3 separate regions of the Mus musculus genome follow, and regions 2 and 3 are each linked to region 1. Evidence: chromatin contacts called from public Hi-C and promoter capture Hi-C data. All regions are on one chromosome and are shown on one strand. Each heading gives the region's core, a stretch centred on a gene start, on an enhancer-like site or on the middle of the called end of the contact. The rest is flanking DNA. Distances are from core to core; before and after follow the strand shown.

Region 1 (4,861 bases), core at 960-3,459:
AAAGCTCCGGGGTATCTGACACTCTCTTATAAACTTCACCCTTGCACCACACACAAACATATGCCCTTCTTTTCCAGAGACATACACTCTTACATATAATTAAAATTTTTCTTAATCTTTAAAAATAATAAAGAAAAGAAAAATAAGTATTATGCATTTCAGATTACTAATAGTTTAAAATTTAAAGTGCTTACCTATAAAACTATGGGATTAAAACCCATTATGTTAAATATACTTTGTGAAGATGTAACCAACAAGGTTCCCACTAATCTGCTGTCTTCCTTAGCCCAGAAACAGTTCTTCTGCCAAGTGACTTTCAAAATGTCCAAGAACTTCCACTGACTACTCAGCTTTGAAAACGCTTTTGTCAAAATACGTCACAATTCCTGGACACATGTCCAATTCACAGTCATGGGCTTGCAAAGGCATATAGAACTGATCCATGTGATTAAGTACTGTAAACATTGACTCAGTTAGATTTCTGGACTTTTCATAGTTCTTTCTTATAAGACACAAAGTTCCTCCAGCTAAATGCAAAGCCATTTTGTATGTCCCAGATATTAGAAAGAATTGAGGAATGTCATTTAAGTTGGGAAACACAAAGGGTAGAAGAAAAATCCTTGTGCAACTCCTCAGTCCGAAAGAGCAGGCTAGTTTGATGACAATTTTTCATGTTTACTGTCTCCTTTTGGGATACAAGGAATTCCCGGATGTGATAGTAATAACAAAAACAGGAGGGAACATACACAGGTTATCTTGACATCCTCTTCTTGCCTCTTGTTAACGAAAACAGTTCAATTCAGCGCAGCAAAGCAAGTGAAAACGTGCATAGGAACACATTAGAGATAGCAACTTCCATTCTGGTTTCGAACACTTACAAGCAGGTTGCCTCTTTAAGAGGGCTAAATGTAGTCTGTTTCTAAGCACATGACATTTGCCATTGTGAATCAAGACAGACAAGTGACACATGTCATTATAAGTGTATAACATTCTCTAAATTGCTACAAACATAAAAGAACATTCATAATTGAATGAAAATAATAAAAAAGAAATGATAAGACATGACCTTCTTCCTAGGTATGGTGGAGGAGGTTTACTGTAGAAATAGCTAGGCCCATGTGGGGAGATGGGGAGGGGAGAGGAGAGGGAAGAGAGGGAACCAGGTGCAGCAGCCAAGAGTCCAAAGGTACAAAGAGAGTGGGTAACCAGATCAGAAGGACAGCCCAGGTCTCTGTGATGGAGAGTTCAGGAAATGGGATGGGGTATGCCAGCCAGGAGGGCTCTGTAACAGATAGGGACCAAGGGATGCCAAGAGAACCTGGTAGCCAGTGTCCTCTTTGATATGGTAAATAGGCAACTCAGTCATTTGTCCCAGATTGAAACCTAACAATAATGCTGATTTTAACCTTTTTTTCCCCCCAAACCTTTCTTTCTTTAATTCTCCCACACTTCCCAATGAGCAAGTGTGCACATTAAAACAAAACAGCCATTGGAACCTGGAGTAGCTGATTCAATCATTTTTCAAATTACAGAGTATTATTTTCCGGTGTCGAATGTGCATTATGATTGAATAAATAGTTTGATTTTCAAAATAAAAATTTTTGAGCTTTTATTTGTGTCCTTTTACACTTTTCTTCTATAAATGTTGGCAGATAATCACAGGAGCTGTGATTTTCCATAGTTCAAGGATAAAAATCACATACAGATGTGATTTTATAAGACCGTGAACTCATTCGCATATGACCTAATATCCTCAAGAGGGTTTGAGCACATGTACTGGTGAGGAAACCACCATAATCAGGACCTGTGGCTATTGTTTGTCACCTCGATGTAAATATTTGCCCCAACCAGCCAACACCGGTATTTAAAAAATAAACAAATAGAAGTACAAATTAAACTTTAAGGCAAGTGCCAAACAGAGGAGCTATTTTTCCATTGAAAATGCCCCCAAGGAATTCTAGGCCCCTTGACTGGCAATTTGCACGTCTGGGTTTCCTTTGGCACAGTAAAGAAAGAGAGCTGCCCCTAGAGATCAGTGGTTTTACTAGTGAGGCCTCCAGCTTAGAAAGAAGTAGGAACATTCCTCACAAGATCCCTCCCCCAGCACCATGCTCAGGAAACCTCCTGGAAGCCTGGAACAGTCTACAAATTATACTGACGCCAGCTCCACAGTCCCGGACATAAACACAATAGGCGGGTGTGGGCTTATGGTTCCTGCCCACGATCATCACTGCATTCTGAGATCCAAAGTCCAGATAAGTGTGAGCAAGAAAAGAGCCTCACTTGATCCCGGTGGCAAACTTCTTTTCTCCTGCTTATCTAAGCGGGGCATTGGACCCCCTTGGCCCAGCGTTGAGGCGCCAGCTGTGTTCCTGACCCCTGAATAAATCAGGGCCAAAAAGAGCCTGGCAGGGCTCTGGGACACATTTCCTGTCACGGCCTAGGGAAAGCAGTTGGCCAAGGGAGTGTTGTGGCGGAGTTTTCAGCTGTTGGAGGATGAGGGCTCAAGAGAGGCGAGGGGAGGGCACACATAGTGGTAGAAAGGGCTGTAGAGGGCGGTGACTTTAGAGAAAGCTCCGTGCCCTCCAGCAAACCAGAGGACTTGGGAGCAGCTGCATGTTGAGTCTCCAGGATGAGGCCAGCGCTTGCCCTGTGCCTCCTCTGTCCTGCGTTCTGGCCTCGGCCAGGGAATGGGGAGCATCCCACGGCCGATCGCGCAGCTTGTTCGGCCTCGGGGGCTTGCTACAGCCTTCACCACGCTACCTTCAAGAGAAGGGCGGCGGAGGAGGCCTGCAGCCTAAGGGGCGGGACTCTCAGCACCGTGCACTCAGGCTCGGAGTTTCAAGCTGTGCTCCTGCTCTTGCGTGCAGGTCCCGGGCCTGGCGGAGGCTCCAAAGATCTTCTGTTCTGGGTGGCTCTGGAACGCAGCATCTCACAGTGCACTCAGGAGAAAGAGCCTTTAAGGGGTTTCTCCTGGTTGCACCCGGACTCAGAAGACTCAGAGGACAGCCCACTACCGTGGGTGGAAGAGCCACAACGTTCCTGTACAGTGAGAAAGTGCGCTGCGCTCCAGGCCACCAGGGGAGTGGAGCCTGCTGGTTGGAAGGAGATGCGCTGTCATCTGCGCACCGATGGCTACCTATGCAAGTACCAGTTTGAGGTTCTGTGCCCTGCACCTCGCCCAGGAGCCGCCTCTAATTTGAGTTTCCAAGCTCCCTTCCGGCTGAGCAGCTCCGCGCTGGACTTCAGCCCTCCTGGGACAGAGGTGAGTGCGATGTGTCCTGGGGACCTTTCTGTTTCGTCCACCTGCATCCAGGAAGAGACAAGCGCACACTGGGACGGGCTTTTCCCTGGGACAGTGCTCTGCCCCTGTTCCGGGAGGTACCTCCTTGCTGGCAAGTGTGTGGAGCTCCCTGACTGTCTAGATCACTTGGGAGACTTCACCTGCGAATGTGCAGTGGGCTTTGAGCTGGGGAAGGACGGACGTTCTTGTGAGACCAAAGTTGAAGAACAGCTAACCCTCGAGGGGACCAAGTTGCCCACCAGGAATGTAACAGCCACTCCAGCAGGTGCTGTGACAAACAGAACATGGCCAGGTCAGGTCTATGACAAGCCAGGAGAGATGCCACAGGTCACTGAGATTCTTCAGTGGGGAACACAGAGTACTTTACCTACTATTCAAAAGACCCCACAAACCAAGCCAAAAGTCACTGGCACACCATCAGGAAGCGTGGTCCTGAACTACACATCTTCGCCCCCTGTTTCTCTGACTTTCGACACCTCTTCCACGGTGGTCTTCATACTTGTGAGCATAGCAGTTATCGTTTTGGTCGTCTTGACCATTACAGTGCTGGGGCTTTTCAAACTCTGCTTCCACAAAAGCCGTTCCTCCAGGACAGGGAAGGGAGCTTTGGACTCACCAGGTGTGGAATGTGATGCCGAGGCTACCTCTTTGCACCACAGTTCTACACAATGCACTGACATTGGAGTGAAGAGTGGGACTGTGGCCTGAAGGACTGAGCTTAGGTTCTTCACTGGCTGGGTGCGCTCTTGGATCGGGACACTTAGGGAAACACCTCAATGCTCACATCTTGCCTAGACTTTTTCAGTCCCAACAATTGGGGAAAGAAGAAAATTTTCAGTGATTACTGTGGAAGTCCTCCTTCCCATACATTTTATTTTGTGCTAAATCTGAAAGAGACACTTGTTCCCTGAAAGGGGAAGAGGTGGAAGCTGTGGGCTGGTATTGGAAGACAGGGTAAAAAATGGCAAGAGACATTTTCCTATTCTCTGGGGGAATTTGAAGAAATGCTTGAATATTTCCAGTACTGGGAACAAATAAATAACACTATAATTTTTTGAACATTTCTTTTCATCCAAAATGGGAAGGGAATATCTATATTATTCAGGCTAGGAATATATTAGCTTGAAATTTTGAGGCAAATAATAAAACATTGTTGAAAACCTAGGCTAACATATGTTTGACTTATACAAAGGGTGTTATTTAGGAATACACCATTCTGAGGATAGCAACTGGCTATGAGTTTACTGGTAAGACACACAAGGGTACACTCTGAGCTTTGGGGGAAAAGTCTTTATACACCAGCTCCTTCAGAACTAGTGAAGTTTCCCTTTATTCTTTTATCCTTTGCTTTCAAAGTCACTGTGACTGTGCTCTGCCATAAATCGGAAGTGCAATGTTGCCAGTTTCTGACTCCAGAAGCAAATTACAGTTGACCACCAATCCAAGTGTTTACTGTGTGTCCTTGCCCAAGGAAACAAATGATTTGTGTCTTCCTTTTCCAGGGTTTGTGTTCTCCAGTGTAATGACCTTCCTATTCAAGCCACCTTGTAGGCATCA
Region 2 (4,861 bases), core at 1,669-4,168, 370 kb before region 1:
AATTGATCAGTGTGTCTGTTTTTGTTATTGTGGCTCTGTAGTATAACTTGAAAGAAGGATTGTGTTGCCTCCAGTAGTTTTTTAATTTTAATTTTCCAGCAGTGTTCTTGAATTTCTGTGAATAACTGTTGGAATTGTTGAAATTTTGAATGATTGAATTAAATCTGTATATTGCTTTTGATGGGATGGCCACTTTCATAATATTAATCCTACCAATTCATGGGTTTGGGAGATCTTTTTATATCCTGGCATTTTCTTCAACTTCTTCCTATAATGTCTTAATGTTTTTATTATAAAAGTCTTTTACTTGCTTGGTAAGAGTTATCCCAATACATTTTCTGAACTATTGTGAATGGTATTGTTTTCCTGATTTCTTTCTTTGTCATTTGTATATAGGAAATCAATTGATTTTTCTGTGTTCATTTGTAGGAGTTCCCTGGTGGGATTTTTAGGGTCAATTAGGGTATGTATATTATTTTTAGATGCCGTACTTTGATTTCTTCCTTTCCTATTTACATCCCTTTGATCTATTTCAGTTAGTCATCTAATTGCTCCAGCTAAGATTTTCTAATTTAATATTTAATTAATTTATTTATTTACACTTCAGATTTTATTTCCCTCCTGGTCCACCCTCTGACTGTTCTACATTCCACACCTCCTCCCTGCCACCCCCCCCCCCCAGTCTCTATGGAGACAATCCCCATCCTTCAACCCTGACTCCACCAGACCTCTAAACTCCCTGAGGCCTCCAGTCTCTTGAGGGTTAGGTGCATCTTCTCTGAAAGAACACAGACCTGGCAGTCCTCTACTGTATGTGTGTTGGGGACCACATATCAGCTGGTGTATGTTGCCTGGTTGGTGGTCCAGTGTTTGAGAGATCTTGGGGGTCCAGATTAACTGAGACTGGTCCTCCTACAGGGTCTCCCTTCTCCTCAGCTTGTTTCAGCTTTTCCCTAATTCAACCACAGGGGTAAGCATCCAGCTAAGATTCTTATGTGCTATATTGAATAGGATCAGAAAGAGTGGACATCCTTGTTTTATTACTGACTTCGGTGGAAATTCATTGAGTTTTTCCTATGTAGATTGATGTTGGCTGTGGGCTTGCTGTAAATTGCCACTATGCTGAGGCTTGTCCACCACATCCCTAATCTCAACAGAAGGAAGAGGTGTTGAATTTTTTCACAGACTTTCCTGCATAGAAGAAGATGATCATGTGGCTTTTGTTTTTAATTTCTTTATGTGGTGGATTTATCTTTTTGGTTTAAATATGTTGACCCATTCCTGCATCTCTGAGATGAAGCCAATTTGGTCATGGTGGATTTTTTTTTTTTAAATATGGTTTGTTTTTTTTGTGAGGGTATTTTATTGATAATTTTTGCTTCTACATTCATAATAGAAATTGGTCTATAATTTTCTGTTTGTGTTGTTGATTTTTTTTGTATGGCAATGATATCAGGGTAGTGGTATCATAAAAAGTATTAGGAAATTAACTTTTATGTTTTCCAGTTTGGTAGAGTACAGGTTTTTAAAAGTATGTCCTTATGAGTCAGTTCTTGGTGTTGGTTTTCGTTATCCCCCTTATCTCTAAATTTATTGATGTGTACATTCTCTTTCTAATTTTTAATTAGCTTAGCTAAGGATTTGGCAGTCCTGTAGATTTTCTCATAGAAGCAACTTTTCCTTTCCTTGATTCTTCGTACTTTGCTGTGCTGTTCCTACTTTGCTGACTTCAGCCCTGAGCTTTACTATCACTTTGCCATCTTCTCTTTTTGGATCTTATTCATTCTTGTTCTTATAGAGTTTTCAGATGTGTCACTAGGTTAGTAATATGAAATTTCTTTTCTTTTTCTTTCTTTTCTTTTTTTGATGTAGGCACTTAATGCTATGAACTTGTCTCTTTGAACTTCCTTCATTTTATTCCATATTTTGGTTCTGTTGCCCCAAACCCTCTCTCTCTTTCTGTCCACTTCTAAAGTTTTTAATTTTCTTCCTGAATTCTGTCTTGATACATTTTTCATTAAGTACTGAGTTGTTCGATATCTATAATTTTGTATATTTCTCTTGTTGATATACAGCTTTAATCTATGGTGATCAGATAGGATGCAGAGGGTTATTTTAATTTACTTGTGCCTGCTGAGACTTCTTTCATGTCTAAATGTGTAGTCAACTTTGGAGAAAGTTCTACGAGCTTCTGAGAAGAAAGTGTATTCTTTAGTGTTTGGGTGAATGTTCTGTAATTATCTGTTAGGTCTATTTGGGTTTTGACATCATTTAGCTCCAGGATTTCTCTAGTTATTTTTCTGGGTAACATATTTATTGGTGAGAGAGTGGAGGATTGAGGGTAGCCACTATGTGAGAATCAATATGTGATTTTAGGTATAGTAGTGCTTCTTTTATGAATTTGGATGTTCTTGTGTTTAGCATATAAATGCTTAGAACTTTAATATCATCTTGGTGGATTTTTTTCCATGGATGAGAATGTAGTTTCTTTCTCCATCTCTTTATTAGTTTTGGTTTGAAGTCTATTTTTATCAGATATTAAAATGGCTACACCTACTTGCTTCTTGTGTCCACTTGCTTGGAATACCTTTCCCCTGGAGTGGTCTCTTGATGGTAAAAACATAGTAGGGAAGTGGTTTTTTTTGGATGCAGCAATAAGATAAATTCTGTCTTCTAATCCAAGCTGTTTATCTTGTCTTTTAATTGGTATTTTCATAATGTGTAGTAAGAATGTGTAGAGAGAATTTTGGTTTCTTAAAAACCCAGTTATGTGAAAATGTTTTTGTTTTTGTTCCAGGTATGGGTTAAGAGGCTGTTTCACAACAGGTGATTATGATTTGCCTCTGGCAAAGGCAAGGGCATGATTTTTGTCAGCTGGAGATAATTTAATTCTGGAAAGTCTGGAGAAGGTATAAATGTGAGAGTCCCAAGAGGCCCTGTGGTAGCTGCTGCTTTCCCAGCTGCTGCCTTGCCTCTGCCTCTGCCTCTCTCTGCCTCTCTCTGCCTTTCTGCCTCTGCTTCTGCCTCTGCGCCTCTGCCTTTCCCCTGCCCCTGCCCCTGCCCCTGCCCCTGCTGCCTCCCTTGCCATTGGAGATTCTGATAAGGAGAAGAATTGATAAAAGAACTAGGTGGCCAGTTGTTAGGAATACTTTCCTTCATACTTTCACTTTCTAAACATTCAAAACAGTATCCACATTAATTTATTAGAACTATAAAATATGTTTTATAAAATACTGTCAAGTGTGCAGCAGACTCATGTCCACAACTTTGTGATTGAAGATGGTTGCCAAGTGCCTTGAGCAGGACCTGTCCAATTTAGTTCTCCTGTGAGAAGCAAGTTTGAAACAGGAATTTGGCTAGTGGAGGAACTGCCAGCCTCTCCTCTTAGATGAGTTCTCTGAGGGTGGAGCTTGTTATGGATAGTCTATGACACCCTGTCAATGCTGCTGTCTCCAGTCAACAAATCTTTCTATTGTGGAACAGAGCTTCAAACTGGGATGCAAAGGAACAATTCCAAGCTGTCAACATTGGTTGATCCCTGCTCCTGACACTCTGACTTGATTATTTTATTCTAAAGGGCAAAGGACTTCTGAGAATAATTATGTTGCATTTGGATTAACTAATTGAGACTTTGGCCTTTTTCTCTAGTTGCTTGTTCCTCACTCAAAATTAATTTGTTATGGGCACAGTGAGTTAATTAGCATGACTAGCTCCCTGGTCTCCATGCTTGCATTTTTAAGAGCTTTAAAGTCAAGGTACTGCTTACACAGGTGATTGGTGGTAGATAATTCTTGAGTTGTTATCTTAGGAGGGGTATTATCATATTATTACACATGTGCAATTATTTAGGAAGAAACAAATTGCCCTTTGCACCATGTTTTAAAGCATGTCAGATAGGACATATGTATGTATGTATACATACATGCATATATGTATATATGTATGCATGTATGTATGTATATACACACATATAGTTTGCTTGCATCCTGTCAACATTTTTAGATTGTACATGTTTGAAATGTGAGATTCCTAACTCCGAAAGAATCACATTTCTTGACAGGTAGCGACAGTAGGGTTCTCATTCATGAAGTGGTTATCATAACAAATAACTAGTGACACATTTGACTTGTACCTGTTGAAAATTTGAAGTGGTTCACCACTAGGGGCCACTCTGTTCTTGAAGCTTAAACCAACTCACAAGTTCAACAACAGTCGAACATTATGAATAAAATGGAGCAAGTTTGTAGGAATATAATATATGAATTATAATCATATTCTACTATTAATATACTAATGCTTGAAATATTCAGTTGTCAGAGTTTCTGTTTAAAGATGACTTTTTCTAGATACTGTACAAATCCATTATGTCACTGGACATGAGAAAGCCATTCTTCAGATCAGTAAAATTCTGCTAACTTTCCTAAAGGAGTTAGGTGTGATTCGATAATCTCAGAAGAGGGAGCCATTAACTTAATGTCTACATCAGCTTTCTCCACCACACAGAGATGATTTTAATGATTCTGCTCTGGCTTGATTTCCCATAAAGTGATAATAAGCTTATCTCCCTCTCAGGAGTGTTAGGAAGGAGACTTGGTTAAACGTGTGGAAGTGTCCGGATGATAGAAATGGTTAATCATTATTATGCAAAGTGATGCCGTGATAGTGAATCAATGAATTCACGACAGAGGGAGGGGATTGCCTGGTGATCCAGCTACAAACGAAAGCAGCAGTCTTGTCTGGTAATTAAAAAGTGTCTCTTTATGCTGCATTTACAAATAAAGAAGACAGATACAGTGTTTCTATATTGTGACATTTGGTTTTAGAGTAGTCTCTAGTTCACAAAATAGACCCAGCTGTCTGA
Region 3 (4,861 bases), core at 1,349-3,848, 290 kb before region 1:
TTCTTTGTCAGTTGCAGCATGTTTGGTGGTTCCTGCCGGCATTCCCATCATTTGAAAGGCAGAGGCAGGCAGGTGGCTTTCTGTTACCCATCAGCCTGAGTTACTTATTGAGACCGTGGCAACAACATGACATTTAAAGCTGACAAACATGCGAAAAAAAGTCAAAATAGCAGAATACATTGTTCTATACCAACCAGATAAAATTGTACACACCACAACCACTATATGAGTAACTAGTAACCACAGTATTTTAATATTTTATGAACTTTTATTGGTCCTTAAGTTTTTTTAGAACTTCTCTTCTCACTTTTTTTTTTTTTTTTACCTATATTGCATTTAGGCAGATAAGATACTTGGCTTTGAGTGCAATCAGCATGGTCATTATAATATATACTATGTACCTTCTGTAGCTGGAGGAAAAAAAATCTGAGACAGTTTATGAAGAGAAAAAGGTTACTATGGCCCACTTTCGGGTGTGTAGGTTTGTGACTGGTTGGCCCTGTTACTCTGGACAGTAGCAGTATGTCATGGCAAGAAGATGTGGTAGAGCCAACCACTCACTTCATGTCTGAGAAGCCAAAGGGCTATGAAGAGGCTGATGCTCCATTGTATATAACAGCCTTCAGGCGAGATTCCCTCAGTGACCTGAAGACATGCGCATGCGCCCCACCTTCTCAGGTTTCCATCACCTCTCCAGTGTGCCTAGCTGGGGACCAACTCTTAAACCAGTGCCTTTGGTGGATACTAAAGACAAGCTAGTACATAGTCTTCTTTTGATGTTGTAAGAAACCATGGGAAATTTATTGTCTTAGATTTAGAATCAAGATATTGGCAAGACTGTATTCCTTGTGGCCTCAGAGAAAATCCAATTTCTTGGTTTATTTCAGCTTCTCTAGGTTATCTTCAGTTGCTTATCCAAGGGAAAAAATTTTCCATGTTAAAGTCAATAGAAGAAAAAATTCAAACCATCCTCTTCTGTCTCTCACTGATACATCATTAATTTAATCAGATTTTCAAATGTGTGTGTGTGTGTGTGTGTGTGTGTGTGTGTGTGTGTGTGTGTGTGTGGCGTGCAGTGAGATGACCCAGTGGATAAAACTGTTGCTGCACAAACCAGATGACCTGTGTTTGATTCCCAGATACTACAGGGGAATAAAAAAGTCAACTAATGGAACACACATGTGTCCTCACAGATAACAACAACAACAGCAGTAGCAAATGATAACAATAATAGCATACCGAGACCTGATTCTAGTTAGCAGCTTACTGGTTGGTAATAAGAGATTGTTGGTATAATGGACATTCCTTTTGAGGGCGTTTTCCCTAAACAATCGTTTTAGATGAGGACATTACCCTCTCACAGGCAGATTATTCTCTCCAGATACAGCTGGTAAACCTCCAATGGCAAAATGTTCCGGAGTAACTTGAAATACTTGAGTTGAAAATCTGAGCTTCACCCCAGTCCAGCCAGATGTCTTTATTCTTCCCCAGGGTCCTGAGTCAAAACTTGCAGATGTTTTTAGTGATTACCAATCCTTTTAATCACAACAATACACCTAGTGTTTCTTTATATCAGTTCTGTTGCCAAAAGAAATTAGCTACTATTAGGGCTGCAGAGGAAAAGGAATTCTCTGCTATGACTTTAAAAGAGAACCTCACGGTGACCATTTATTTTCTGTAAACTAGTCGGTGCACTCAGAAGAATTTATCCACATTACTGTTCATGTTCAGCTACTTTCTGGGCCAACAAAGGATTCCATGATAACTATCTTGAAATCATTTGATTGACAGTATTATCACGGCAAGTGCCAGCCTAACCACATTCTGTTTTCCTTTTGCCTAAGACCTTAATGCACCTACTGTGTTAAAGCCTCCAGACAGGATCCAAGGCAAATTCACACCTGCGGTTGCTATGTTGATTAGGAGCTTGTTAGAGAGGAAATATCAAGACCCACTACAGACATGCCGAATGAGACTGTCTCCTAATGTGGCTCATGGGTTTATAGATGATCCCGAGGCATGATAAATTTGGAGGAATGGGGCCTACTTTTAGGGCTAAATGAGCTGAGGCAGCAATTCCCAACCTGTGGGCTGTAACTCCTTGGCAAGCTTTTATCTCCCCAAATATTTACATTATGATTCATAACAGCAGCAAAATTATACTTTTAAGTAGCAATGAAATAATTTTATGGCTGGGGTCACCACAACTTGAGCAACTGTATTAAAGTGTCACAGTATTAGGAAGGTTGAGAATCACTGAGCTAAGGGGATATGTTGCTAGTGTTACTCTGTAAGAATTGGAATCCAGAGTTCTGTGGAAGAACTGGGGCATGCTGTATTAGAGTCTCTATGATCAGAGGAAGTTCTCCATAAACTTGAGATCCAGGCTTCCAAGTCTGAGAACTCTCTGAATGGCATTGGTATCTCCAGGGAAGGAGGAGAGAATGAGGCCAGTTCTACAGAGGTTGGCAAAACTGCAAACTGATTGAGCTTCAGGGTGGGGAAGTGCTTTCGCCATAAGATAAAGAAAGTTGGCTGGGATGATGCTCACAGGAACAGCAAACAAATAAATCTCTCTGCAGATGTTCTTTCTTCCCAGTGCTCTGTGTTGTGGAATGCTAATGCACACATTCAGCATTGCCAAAAAACCCAGTGTGGAAGGAAGGGTGAGTCAGAAACTGAGAGGCAATGCCCTCACCAGTGGCCCAGCTACACATTTCTTGCCTAAGAAGTAACATAAAATGATTTTAGATAGAAAATCAATTTTGAAAAGATGGTTTCCTACTAACCTCCCAATGTAGTAGTTATTAAAAACAGTTAAATTTCTCTTTTTTGGGGGGGTGGGGGGTGAGGCAAAGTGAAGTCAGACTACACTGGGCTTAGTATTCCCCAAAACCAAAAATGTCTCCTGTCCTCAATCCCACAAAACAAAAATGTTCAGAGATTTGGGCATTTTAATTAATGTGCACCCTAACGCTACATCTCATGCTGTCACTATTAGTCATCTGTATAAATTATGTTTTAAAAAATGAAAAGGGTAAAGCATTCTTTATCCAACATTGTAGGAACCAGAAGTGTTTGGGATTTCAGGCTTTCTTCTCTGACTTTAGAATATTTTTCTATTTCTACTGAGATATGTTGGGGGTAGGATCTGAATGTGAACATTAAATCTAATGTGCCCCATAGATACTCTGTGCACATAGCCTAAAAATAATTTTAGAGTTTTCTTCGAAAATTTGTGTTGAAACAAAGCTCTGTAGTGATCATTTTTACCTTGCATCTTCATGTCAGTGTTTAAAAAGTTTTGTGCTTTCGAACATTTCCAATTTCAAGTTTCTATGTTAGGGAGGCTCCTCACGCATAGCTAAATAAAACACAAAATTAATGTGAAGCAGAAGCTTATAGAACTCTGTAACTGCCAGCTGGACTTATAGACCTTTGTAACTGCCATCTTGACTTATAGAACTCTGTAACTGCTAGCTTGACTTCATCTGTTTGGACCACTGGAAGGGTTTCGATGTTCTTATTGATTTTAATAAGCAAATGGCATAAATTTTTACATGTGAGTAAATTTGGTAGTAAAATATTAAGAGCACGGCAGATGGTCGTCCTGTGGAGCATATCCAGCAACATAACTTCTCTAGTGATTGGCCGTTACACACACTACTTAATCCTGGTACAAATTCTTCAGTGGAGGAGAAATATCAGGCTTGGAAACAGCCCAGTGCTCACTACCCCTTTGTGGTAGCTGGGAGAAATCAGAAAGATTTTTTTTTCCTTATAAAATTCTCCAGTGAAAAGGATCTGGCTTGCTGAGGCCTTGGGATGCTCAGGAGATAGTTTCTTACACTTTATTTTCAAATAGCTTCTCAGGGTTTGGTTTGGATGTACAATCTAAGTTTATTTGAACCACCCAAAGACAGATATATATGAACATTTATCTGTCATTTTGCAATCAAGGGAGAAATGAGCTACAGATTTTCTATTTTCTTTGCCAGAGGCAGTGACTGTACTAGCAACATAAACACAGATGTGAGGAGCCGTTCCATCGAAACCCCTTCAACAGCACATCGATATTCTCCCTTGAGATGGCTGGGTCTGGTGCTCAGTTTGGGTTTAAAATAAGTTATTTCTTATATCTATCTTGATATATTGGACTTGGTCTGAGAATAAAGCCATCACGGGTAATAAAAGTTTCACTTTAACCTTTAGCTACAATAAAACAAAACACCATTACCTTAAAATGACAGAGTGCTGTCGTAGTCAAAACACAGCCCCATGAAATTGTTTTCTTATCAAGACAATTCTAAACCATTAGAGGGGCTACCATTATTAGAGTTTTATAAATGAAGAAACAATAGTCTCCAGCAAGCGCAGCAATTATCTAAGTTTATAACCCAGAAGATTAGAACTCAGATACAGCTAACTTGGTCCAATCTGGTTTTTGATTTAAAAGCAAGGACATTGGTCACCAGGGAAACGCAAATCAAAATTCCAATGAGATTCTAGATCACCCCAGTCAGAACTGGCATCATTAAGAGAACAAACAACAGCAAAGGCTGGGGTGGACACAGAGAAAAAGGAACGTTATTCAGTATCATTTTGTTGGTGGGTGTTGTTCAAGAGACTCTGAAACATGCAGCCTTCTGGGATACATTCATCCATTTCTTTTAAGTTTTCCAGCCTAATGGAGTACACATTCTTAAAATATTTCCTTAAATATCCTGGATTTCTTTGACATTTGTTGTAATTCTTTCCTGTTCATTTCTGATTATTAATTTGGGTCCTGTTCCAGGAGATCTTTTGTGTACACTGTGCACAAAAGAATACAAGAGAAACATTGACACGCATAAAATAAGTA

Evidence for each region. Promoter capture Hi-C pulls out the DNA fragments that hold promoters and counts their contacts. Hi-C and Micro-C count contacts between places; a contact is called where the count stands out from the background.
Region 2: a contact with region 1 is called in a promoter capture Hi-C map of second pharyngeal arch cranial neural crest, with 5 times the contacts expected there. The contact joins the enhancer-like site here to the promoter of Clec14a in region 1. A contact is called at or near these places in 18 of 39 promoter capture datasets (the 3T3-L1 cell line, 3T3-L1-derived adipocytes, the HPC-7 cell line and 10 more), 2 of 484 Hi-C or Micro-C datasets (embryonic fibroblasts and nephron progenitors), 3 of 115 datasets of contacts at active chromatin or transcription factors (cardiomyocytes, embryonic limb bud and stem cell-derived neural progenitor cells) and 2 of 9 other capture datasets (adipose tissue and embryonic stem cells).
Region 3: a Hi-C map of uterus shows a contact between it and region 1, with 3 times the contacts expected there. The contact joins the enhancer-like site here to the promoter of Clec14a in region 1. A contact is called at or near these places in 13 of 39 promoter capture datasets (the 3T3-L1 cell line, 3T3-L1-derived adipocytes, cranial neural crest and 7 more), 3 of 484 Hi-C or Micro-C datasets (all in uterus), 2 of 115 datasets of contacts at active chromatin or transcription factors (cardiomyocytes and embryonic limb bud) and 3 of 9 other capture datasets (adipose tissue, embryonic stem cells and pancreatic islet).

What each region holds. Positions count from the first base shown.
Region 1 is chr12:58,266,606-58,271,466 of GRCm38.p6, reverse strand. Clec14a (C-type lectin domain family 14, member a) reads left to right here and starts at 2,209. Exons shown (of 1, transcript NM_025809.5): 1 at 2,209-4,861. The coding sequence starts at 2,633. The coding sequence ends at 4,012.
Region 2 is chr12:58,637,763-58,642,623 of GRCm38.p6, reverse strand. The region is part of intron 1 of Gm30687 (a long non-coding RNA gene); the gene reads right to left. Among named protein-coding and RNA genes, the nearest start is that of Gm40427, 120 kb to the right of the region's middle. Within about 2 kb of position 2,918, at least 2 of the 459 cell types and tissues checked have an H3K27ac peak or open chromatin away from gene starts, as enhancers often do. A contact at or near this core is called in second pharyngeal arch cranial neural crest, where this site is marked.
Region 3 is chr12:58,553,993-58,558,853 of GRCm38.p6, reverse strand. All of the region lies in intron 1 of Gm30687 (a long non-coding RNA gene), which reads right to left. Among named protein-coding and RNA genes, the nearest start is that of Gm40427, 38 kb to the right of the region's middle. Within about 2 kb of position 2,598, at least 30 of the 459 cell types and tissues checked have an H3K27ac peak or open chromatin away from gene starts, as enhancers often do. A contact at or near this core is called in adipose tissue and uterus, where this site is marked.